2 separate regions of the Gossypium hirsutum genome follow, and region 1 is linked to region 2. A link is a contact called in public Hi-C data. All regions are on one chromosome and are shown on one strand. The core of a region is the stretch at or near the end of the contact, and the rest is flanking DNA. Distances in the headings are between cores, read along the strand shown.

Region 1 (5,396 bases), core at 271-2,770, 550 kb after region 2:
GATTATCTATGGACAATATCTAACTGTACAGCCTTGGACGATGAATTTCAACCCTGCTCAACCTTTTTTTAGTGTGGTTATAGCGTGGATTAGGCTTCCTGGCTTACCGGGATATATGTATAAAAGGAAAATCCTTCTGGAAATAGGGGAATTGTTGGGTCAGTTACAAAGTTCGATCTGAACACCGACAGTTGGACAAGAGGGCGTTTTGCCCGCATGGTTGTGTATGTTAGTCTGGATATATCCAAGGTTTTGGTTAATGGCTCCGACAGTTGGACAAGATGGCGTTTTGCCCGCATGGTTGTGTATGTTAGTCTGGATAAGCCTCTAATATCCAAGGTTTTGGTTAATGGCAAACCACAGAGAGTCGAGTATGAATTTTTATCGTCAGTTTGCTTTGAATGTGGTAGATACAGGTATATAAAATAAACTTGCCTAAATGGACATTTGGAGAGAAATGCTGAGACGGAGGCGCCGCAGATAGTCTCAAAACTGGAGGAATCGAAGACGGCTCACAAAGGATCGGACATAGACGAAGGGCCGTACGGGCCATGGATGCTGGTAGAGCGAAAGGTACGTCGTAGATCGAGGGACAATAAGGTGACTGGTGCGGGAAACTTGGAGAATACTTTCATTGGATCAAGATTTATGGCGTTGTTCTCTCTAGATAAGGACATGGAGGAATTTGATCTTAAGAATAAGGGAACAAGAGGCGCCAAAAATACAGGTAAAGAAACCCTAGCAAATGCTACTCAATGGGCAAGATTAATGCTCCCTTTAGATGCAAAATAAGCCAAGGTGAGATGGAATATTGAGAGAATATTCTTTTTCACTGCATTGTTTGATGTTTGGATAACTGAGGTGAGCTACGGTTAAAAATTTCCATTTCACTGCTGGTTTTATTTTGGACTGGAGCTAAAGGTAATAGTGGGAAAGAAAGCTAGAACGCTATTTTTTCACTATAACCTTTTTGTTCTTATTAAGTCCAATAAAAAATATTGTTTGTATTTTCATGATAATAAATAATATTTTTAAGTGAATTTTTATAAAAAATAATTATATAATTAATTAAAATATTTATAATAAAATATCATAAAATACATTTTAATATTTTATTAAATGAAATTATAAATTCATATATTTTTAATAATTTCGTAAAAATAAAATAATTTAAAAACTTTCTATTATATATCATTTTTAATCTGATGTCTTTAATAGTCATTTTTTATTCTCACTACATTGTTACATCTGCGTTTGAATCCAAACAAACATTCTATCGTTGTTTCTAATCTCACCGCTATAGTATCCAATCTCATTTCTATAGTAACTAATCTCACTGCCACTGCTGTTTTTAACCTCACCAGAGGTAGACACACCGTCCATCTAAACTAAGCCTAAATTTAAGTAAAAGTGATAGTGGAGTTATGGGGCCCGGATGTGGAAAAATAAAAGTGTGGGCATCAAGGATGCTGTTGGCCCATCAGGAAAATGGCATGAATTGGGCCTTGGGTGTGTTGGGTATTTCGATCCAAAGGAACAAATGAAAGTGACACATTTGAAAAGGGTAATGGAGTACTACAGACCAACAGATTGATGGAAAAAATATTAGGCCATTTTTTTTTTAGCTGAATGTCATTGCTTTGGACCAAGCTACACAGGCTGATAAAAGTCAATAGGTTCAGCAAATGGCAGCTGAAAAAATAGTTGGGGAAATTCAAGTGACGTGGTAAATGACTCAATTCTAGAGAGAAATCGGGGGTTGGACGGCATGGGAAAAAAATTAAATAAAACAATCCTTGGTCGGAGGAGCGGTTTTAAGACGTCCAGTAGCCCACACATTCATTTATCTGAGGCTATAAGTATTATGGCAGAATTTCTTACTTCCCAGTCCACGGTGGTTGTTGGTTAAGGTAAAACAATTGCGTCGGAAGAACAACCAGAATTTCTTGAAAGTTCTAGACAGTGAGGTTCGTTTCCTTTTTCCTTGTATTTGTGGATTGAAACTTCAAAAAAAAAAAATCATTGAACTATCAAGGTCGTACTAGTGCCAAATTTGGCCGTATTTTCTAGGAATAAACCAAATATTGTATGTCTTCTAGAGCCTAAACTATTGATAAAATACGCTCGTGTCTCTGCCTGTGTAGATGAAAATAGACCATCTTAAGGCTACTTTTCTCACCCTTTTTTAATATCAACCTGCACACAACAATTTTATATACCAATATATCCCAACCATGGAAACAATGCAAGCCAAAACATTTTCTCAACATGACATAACATTTCAAACATTTCCATTACTTATACTTAACTATTTAACTCATTCCATAGATTTATCAAATTCTATTTCTAACTATTTAGATACAAACATTTAAGATTCACAATCACATTTCAATCTATTTCATTTTCAAACTAACTCTATACATGCCATATGAACCAAAATTTACATTGCAAAAATTACTGGTTTAATCTGGATAGTGTGGCTTGATATATTGATCCGATCCTCCAACCTTACGCTAATCTACAAAGAACATTAAACAGCACTAGTAAGCTTAATGAAGCTTAGTAAGTTTATAAGCATTAAATATAGATCTTACTAAACATACTAAATAATTTATTTAGATTAAGCATTTCACAACATTTCGTGCCAACCACAATTTCGATTGATGAATTCTTAATATCAATAACTATTGAATTTTTTTCACATTAATCCATGTAATACTTACCAATCCTTGTCAAATTAGATAATGTCTTACAGATTTGAGTACATCGTTTTCTTGATACCGTAGTTCAACTATGGTCTTACACAATTGTCATAGCCCTGCCATGGTCTTACACTTGTAATGCCATAACCCAGTTATGGTCTTATCATCGGGATGTCAAAGCCCAGCTATGGTCTTACACGTATGCATATACTGCCATGGTCCAACCAAGGTTTTATGTTCAAGGTGCCATAACCCAGTTATGGTTTTTTTTTCATTAAAATGCTATAGTCCAACTATGGTCTTACATTCAAACATTGCCATGGTCCAACCATGGTCTTATTCATCAATTCATCTTGTGTCACGAAACGATCGTACTCAATCCTGCGTTCCACTTAATTTGAACTTTCAATTCAATTTTCATATATTTACAATAATCATAATTCAATAAAAAAATATGAAATAATACATGATATCATTCCTAAATTAACAATTAATCATGAAAGTTCAACCATATGAACTTACCTGGGGTAGTTTGTAGAAGTTGTAGAAATTCAGGAACTATTTTGGTAATTTCTCTTTTTCACGTTTGTCTTCGGGTTCTTGATCTATAATATAAAATTATTCATTCATCAGCATCAAATTCAATTCTAATTCACTTCACAATTTATGCCCTTAAATTTTTGAAATTACACATTTACCCTAACTTTAACAGTTTTTACAATTTAGTCATTTATCAATTTTCCCACCAATTGAGCTAATTTTTCTCAATTAACAATTTATTCCATTATTCTAAGCTATTTTACAGCCTTTAATTCATAGAAATCTAACAGAAAACCCTAATTCTTTTATTATTCACAATTTAGTCCTAATAATCAAATTCTATTGAAATTACTTGATAAAATCATCATATAATAAAATTAAAGCTTCAAATCCATATTCATTATAAACTTCCAACACTCATCAATGGTAGTTCTCAAAATCACTCATTAAATCAAAAAAATTAATGAAATAGACAATTGGACGTAATTGTAAAAGTCTTAAAACATAAAAATTTCAAAGAAAAAGCAAGAATTGAACTCAGTTGAAGTAAGAATATGCAAAATCAGCTTCTAAGGATCTTCTATGGTGTTTTTGGCTGAATAAATATGAAGAATTTGCTAGAAACTCTTTTAATTGTTTATTTATTTGTTTAATTTTGTAAAATTTACAATTTTGTCCCTAGTTCATATTATTTCCTTACTAATTCCTATATCCCTGGTGCCTAGCCTATGTAATTTAGGCCCAATTTCTCTTTAAATCCTTCTTATTTATTATTTGAGCTATCTAGTCACTATTTCTTTAATTAAGTTTTACTTTTTTTTCAATTTAATCCTTTTTAATTAATAAACTATCAAAACGTTAAATTTCTCTAACAAGACTTTAATACTAACCTAATAACACTCCGTAAATATTTTTTTACATCTCGGTTTATGAAATCAAGCTCTCGTTTCCTCGTTTTCAAAACTAATTAATCTAATAAATATTTCTAAAACATAAATCACTAATTTATAGTTTTTCCTAAATTCATAAATTGTTATAAACACTAAATAATAAAATTTATGAGTTCATTTGTCGAATTGTAGTGATCTCAAACTATTTCCGACACCACTATAAATTGGGCTGTTACAGTCTATGAATAGTGTCAAAAAATATCTATGTCTCAGAAAGGTAAACGCTCTAGTCAGAGTAATAAAACAGGAGTTAATTGTAGTGGGACAGAAGACACAGTTGTAGACCTGCAGCTACTAAGCATGATAATATTCATGATATGTTCTATTTATTTGATGTTATTTATTGTACATAGACTGAGTGGTACCGGATAAACTTACTCATATGTTGCATTGCGTTAGTAACGGATAATGACCTATTTTTTGAATTAACTAAGTTGATATTCTAGTCATAATTTAGTGGGTTAAAGTATAGTTGTTATTTTGGTATGTCGAAACTATCTACTGGATATCTATTACTGTGACTTTTCTGTTAGTTTGATGTTACTATCATTTCATGAATTTGATATTAGTCGGGGAATAGGATGACTAAGGTCATGTGATGCTGTGGTAAACTATAGACAGAAACGGATTGATTTGAATTACTCGATGAGAGAAATGATTTCAGTTGAATCTAACATACTGAATAGAATTGCTAGAGTCATTTAAGCTATTTCCGTACAGAGGTTGATACATAAAGGTAGTGAAGTGTTTCTAGCATACATTCTTGATACCAGAGAATCATAATCGAAGTTAGATCAGTTACCGGTTGTTAGTGAGTTTACTGATGTGTTTCTTGAAAAGTTTTCGGGTTTATCTCTTGATCGTGAAGTTGAGCTTGTGATTGATTTGGTTCCTAGTACTGCACTGATATCAATATCACTGTATCATATGGCACCAGCTGAATTAAAAGAGTTGAAAGCACAATTGTAAGAGTTATTAGACTGATGATTTATTCGACCGAGCGTATCTCCCTAGGGTATATGTATAGTGTTTGTGAAAAAGAAATATGGTTCCTTAAGATTGTGTATAGACTACAGACAGTTGAACAAAGTAACGACAAAAAATAAATACCCCTTGTCACATATTGATGATTTGTTTGATCAGTTAAAAGGTCGAAGATAGATATTAGATCCGGGTATTATCATTTGCGGGTTAAATACTGTGA
Region 2 (5,313 bases), core at 394-2,893:
TATATGAGGCCATTTCTACTAAATGTTTTCTTTTCGAAGAAATTTATTCATGCAAAAGTGATGCATCGAGGTACAAGCAAAGTGATATCAGTCGCAACCACGAATGCCAAGGATCTTAGAAACAATTTGGCATCACTCACAGACCACAATGCATGCAGAATAATCGGGAAACTTATTGCTGAACGATCAAAGGAAGCCGATGTGTATGCAATGTCTTACGAGCCTAGAAAGGGTGAGAGGATTGAAGGTAAGCTAGGCATAGTTCTTGACACCATTAAGGAGAATGGGATCATATTTGTATGAGCCAATCACACATTGGTGTAGTAAATTAATTTATTACTGAACTGTGGGAATGCAATCAATATTTGAGCCTCTTGATATTAGAATAGAATCATTTTTTAGTGCTATGTAGTATGAAATGATGAATGTTGTATTTGTAAAACACCTGCAAATGCTTTGCTGGCATCAAGCCAAAACCATATAATACTGTGAGCTAACATGAATAAGACATAAGCTGTAAACAATAACAAAAAATGAAGCACATCCGGAGAGTAGGAATCAATTATCCATTCTTATTTCTTCTTCTCAAACTCGATCACCACCCAAAAAGAGAAAGTAGTATAATTTCCAAGGCTTAATGCACAAATGTTCTCGAACAAAACCCAAAGATTTTGTAGTTTAAGTAAGTCACTTTTTTAATCTACTCGCTAATTGCCCTGCCACTGTTTTGAATGGTAAATGGACCTGTTAAAAGAAAATCTTAAATTTTATTACATTATTTTTTAATATGTCATACTCAACTTGTTAATACAACATACACTATCGTGTTAACAATTTAAGCTGAGGGAGTAATCTAATTAATACAATTAGGGTTAAAAAAAACCTATCAAACCAAGAAACTGAGTCGAATAGACAATTCTGTTCGTGTTTTTTTATAGTTTAGTTCAGTTCTAATTAGATGATTTCGTTGAACCACATCAATTCAATTAGATTTCAATTTATTTCATTAGATATCGAAAAGTAAAAAAAAAAGTTTAAAATTTTTAAAAAGAAACCCAAATTTAAATATATTTAAAACCTAAAACAAAACTCATTGCTTCTAAAAGCTAAATATAGTTTTTATTATGCTTTTACATATTCTATAATTGAATAAAAAATGAAAAATAAACCCTAAATCTAATTTCAAATTCATCCTCTTACGAATGCATTGTTTATTTATTATTGTTGTTAAAACTTTTAAAATTTGGATTATCATTATTAACATTTCCAAGTTGGGTGTTTTTTTGCTATCATTACACATTAAGAGTTATAAAATACAAATAATTTAATATTTAACCATGTTCAATGAAGGTTGGGTGTGATTAAATCAAAGTTTAATTGGATTTTTAATTATAGATTTTACAAATTATTTTTTAAATAAATATATTAATTGAGATTTTATGTATCATTAAAAAAAATAAAATTGCCAAATAATGTCTTAAAAACATAAAACAAAAATAATTTAATCTAATTATTAATAAAATTCAAAAGCTCAAAGCCCATATGAAACCCAAATCCGTACCGACCACCGATTCGAAAAATAAAAAAACCAAATACCCCGATTTCTTATAAACCGATCTCACCCCTCAATAAAAATTTGATTCTTTGCGAACATTTTTTAATTTAGGGATGAATTTAGAATCGGAAATAGTTTGTGTATGTATAATGAAATTAACCCAATATTGAATTTACTATTGTCTCCTTCAAAGGCGATAACCCCTTTTAACCCTAACCTGAGAAGTTAGCTCTTTTGCTTCACTATTGACAGTGAACAAAAAATGGCTTCACAAATGGCGATCTTGACCAGAACACGAATCCTACTCCGAGTAAGCCAAGCCAAATCCATTTCCAGCTTCCCTTACCTCTCTCAAGAACCCCAACTTGCCGAGTCAGCCCACACGGCTGAAACTCAAACCACCCCTCTCCCTCCCAACCCAGCCTCCGGCAGCCCCCTTTACCACGAGAACTGGCGAGACCCAAACGCAGCCAGAAAAACAACCTCCCTAGCGCAATCCCTTATTCCCCTCGGCTTCCTCAGCCAAACTCCTGGCCAACGGATTCAATACCTCTCCCAAATCCTTGATGCCCCTGCTTTAATGAACCATTTTGCTGATTTGATGACTCAGCAACGATGGACCGACGTGAAAGAGCTATTTGAGTTCTGGGTTCGATCGCTGGATAAGAATGGGAAGCCCAATAAGCCCGATGTGAATCTTTATAATCAGTATTTGAGGGCTAGTTTTATGATCGGAGCATCGGCAGGTGATTTGCTTGATTTGGTGGCGCAAATGGACGAGTTTGCCATTGTTCCCAATACAGCGACCTTTAATTTCGTTTTAAAGGCTATGAAGCAAGCTAAGGAAACTGAAGCTGCTGAGAAGCTGCTTGAACGGTTAGTTATAGTAGCACTATGCTCCCCCCCCCCCAATTTCTCTCTTTTAAAGCCCTATGTTTTTTTTTGGGGGTGTTTTGGATAATTGTAGGTTGCCTTTTGCTTGAAAGTTCCATAAATATTTGAGTTAATAAATGAGAAGGGATATAACTAAAATTGTTTCTAATTTGCTGCTAAAGTTTGTTTATTTGCATTTCGTAGCAGTGGGCTTGGATTAATCTTTAAGTTAATTTTGTTTCTTTTTTTGTAATTATATTGAGAGTTTGGATTTTTTATTTAAAATGATATATATAATATATTTTTTGTTACAATCACTTCTGCCATACTATCGGACTTGGGGTTGTGTGGTCGTGGATGAATATATATATTTCCTTTTAAAACTTTAAAGACCTTTTTTTAATCAATTTGCTTTCAATAAGGATGTGCATTCATTTTTCTAGGAATTCAATAGCATCAGTAATACGCTGCTTTAGCATGTTTATCTTTGGAATTGTTTTCTAAAATATTGGTGATATTCACCTTCAATCTATTTCTATCAGGATGCTGCAAGGTGGAACAGAATCTCTGTCTGACGATGAGACTTATGATTTGGTTATTGGAATGCTATTTGAGTCACAACAGTTTGAAGCAGCCTTGAATCATATTGATATGGCCTTAAAATCTGGATATAAGTTGTCCATGCGAGTTTTTACAGAATGTGTGGCATGCTGTGTTAAACAAGGCCGGCTTGATGAATTGGCCAATGTCATTGAGATGTGCAAGGTATATGACTCTTGTTATTTGCTAATGATATTGTTTCGATTAGGAGGTAGCCTTTGCTCAGTGTTTGATTATTTAACTTTGTTCTTATGACTCTTAGCAGACAACAGATCAGAATAGAGCTCTTTATCCAAATTGGACTTTGTGCAACTATCTTGCAGAAGTTGCAATGCAAGCGGATAACAGCAAGCTAGCATTTTATGCCTTGGAATTTATGGCCAAATGGATTGCTCGGGGTGAAAATGCAAGGCCGCCTTTCTTGCTTTCTGTAGATGAAGGATTAATTGTCTCAGCACTTGTAACTGCGGGTAGGACATACAGTTCGAAACTGTTGGATGTGTCCTGGGCAATCCTACGGCGTTCATTGCGTCAAAAGAAGGTGCCCAACCCTGAATCTTTCCTTGGGAAGATTTATGCACATGCATCATTGGGGAATCTGCAGAAAGCTTTTGGCACGTTGCATGAGTTTGAGGCTACTCATGGCAAGTCCACTAACGAAGCAGAAGACCTGTTCTCACCTTTCACCTCTTTATATCCCTTGGTTGTGGCTTGCTCCAAGAATGGTTTTGAGACTTTGGATTCAGTATGTCCTGTTACATTTTGATATTCCTTTGAATCATCTATTATTTAATGTTATCGACGATTGCTATATTTCTCAAGAGAAGGGTATTAGTATGTGAAATATCACCATGCATGCATGTTGCCTTTTAAATTAGAATGAATCCAATTTAGAAATATTAGTGATGAATAAATTTCAAAGAAGTTCCTTAAGCTGCTCAATAACCATTTGATGCTTATTGAGCATTTGAATGAAGCCTTTTAGACCACTTGTCTTTGTGTTTAGAACTGTGGAATATGTTTAAAATAAAATTATTTTTGCTGCATCATTCTATTCTTGGAATGCATTCATTGATGGCTGCATGCCTTGGCAATTATATTAGAATTTGCATCTGTAGGCCACTTTATCAGAATTTAGCACTTACATCCTTGTAACTACAATTTTTGTGTGAGAGAAATCTTTTCTTTCCTTTTTTTTTCTCTTTTGGGGAAATAAAGGCTTTTCAAGTTTGCTGTTATGGTATTCAATTCATCATTGCTTGTTTAAATTTTTTATAAACCTACTTGCATATTTTTTGCTCATTTATAGAGGAGGGTGTTGCTGATGTTGAAAATTTGAAATATTCTCCCAGGTATATTTTCAACTTGAGAACTTAAGTCGTGCAGACCCTCCATACAAGTCTGTTGCCGCTCTGAATTGTATAATTTTGGGATGTGGGAACATATGGGATATCGAGCGTGCCTACCAAACATTTGATGCAATAAGTTCCTCTTTTGGGTTGACCCCTGACATTCATTCATATAATGCTCTAATCTATGCATTTGGAAAGCTGAAGAAAGTATGTATCTCTATCCCTTGTATGTACATACACTTGCAACCAGTACATTTAGCTGCATGCATTAGTTAATCTTGAGCTTGCTGAATGCATGTATTCTAGATGTTGTTAAAAATGCTTAGCCTGATTCTTCTTTTGTGTCTTTTTTCTCTCTTGCTCCTGTAGCATAGTCTTACGTTCTAAAAAACTCATCGAACCACCCCCTTCCCAACTGAAAGGTGCTTTCTTGGGATTTAAGCTGTGAACTTAAACCTAATTCTTCAAGTAAATAATATATCCTTTCATGGCAGACTTTTGAAGCTTCAAGGGTGTTTGAGCACATGCTGAGCTTGGGTGTGAAACCCAATGCTAAGTCATATTCGTTGCTTATTGATGCTCATCTCATCAATCGAGATCAAAAAGCTGCTCTCTCTATGATTGACAAGATGGTAACTCCATTTTCTTTCTGGTTGTTAGGAATTAGCACATGACATCTCCATAGAAAAAGATTGATGGGCATTGAACAATTCTTTTGGCAGGTGACCTCTGGATTTGTACCATCCAAAGAAACACTAAAAAGGGTCAGAAGGCGATGCATACGAGAGATGGACTACGAGTGCGATGATAAAGTTGAATCTCTGGCTAAGAAATTCAGGATCAGGATGGGCTCTGAAAATCGCAGGGGCATCCTTTTTGATCTTGACTATGGCACTGAATATGCATCATAGGCAAGTTATGCAGTCTTAAGGT

Evidence for each region. A called contact is a pair of places that touch in the nucleus more often than the background predicts.
Region 1: a Hi-C map of leaf shows a contact between it and region 2, with 4 times the contacts expected there. The contact joins the enhancer-like site here to the promoter of LOC107887351 in region 2. A contact is called at or near these places in 4 of 34 Hi-C or Micro-C datasets (callus and leaf).

The regions. Positions count from the first base shown.
Region 1 is chrA03:68,454,596-68,459,991 of Gossypium_hirsutum_v2.1, forward strand. No RefSeq gene overlaps it. Among protein-coding and RNA genes, the nearest start is that of LOC121219577, 12 kb to the left of the region's middle. Within about 2 kb of position 1,521, at least 8 of the 9 cell types and tissues checked have an H3K27ac peak or open chromatin away from gene starts, as enhancers often do. A contact at or near this core is called in leaf, where this site is marked.
Region 2 is chrA03:67,904,170-67,909,482 of Gossypium_hirsutum_v2.1, forward strand. LOC107887351 (pentatricopeptide repeat-containing protein At1g26460, mitochondrial) reads left to right here and starts at 1,644. Exons shown (of 6, transcript XM_041097891.1): 1 at 1,644-2,431; 2 at 2,971-3,193; 3 at 3,294-3,773; 4 at 4,875-5,012; 5 at 5,103-5,311. The coding sequence starts at 1,818. The coding sequence ends at 5,291. It overlaps LOC107887353 (50S ribosomal protein L18), which reads left to right. Exons shown (of 2, transcript XM_016811558.2): 2 at 1-383. The coding sequence ends at 303.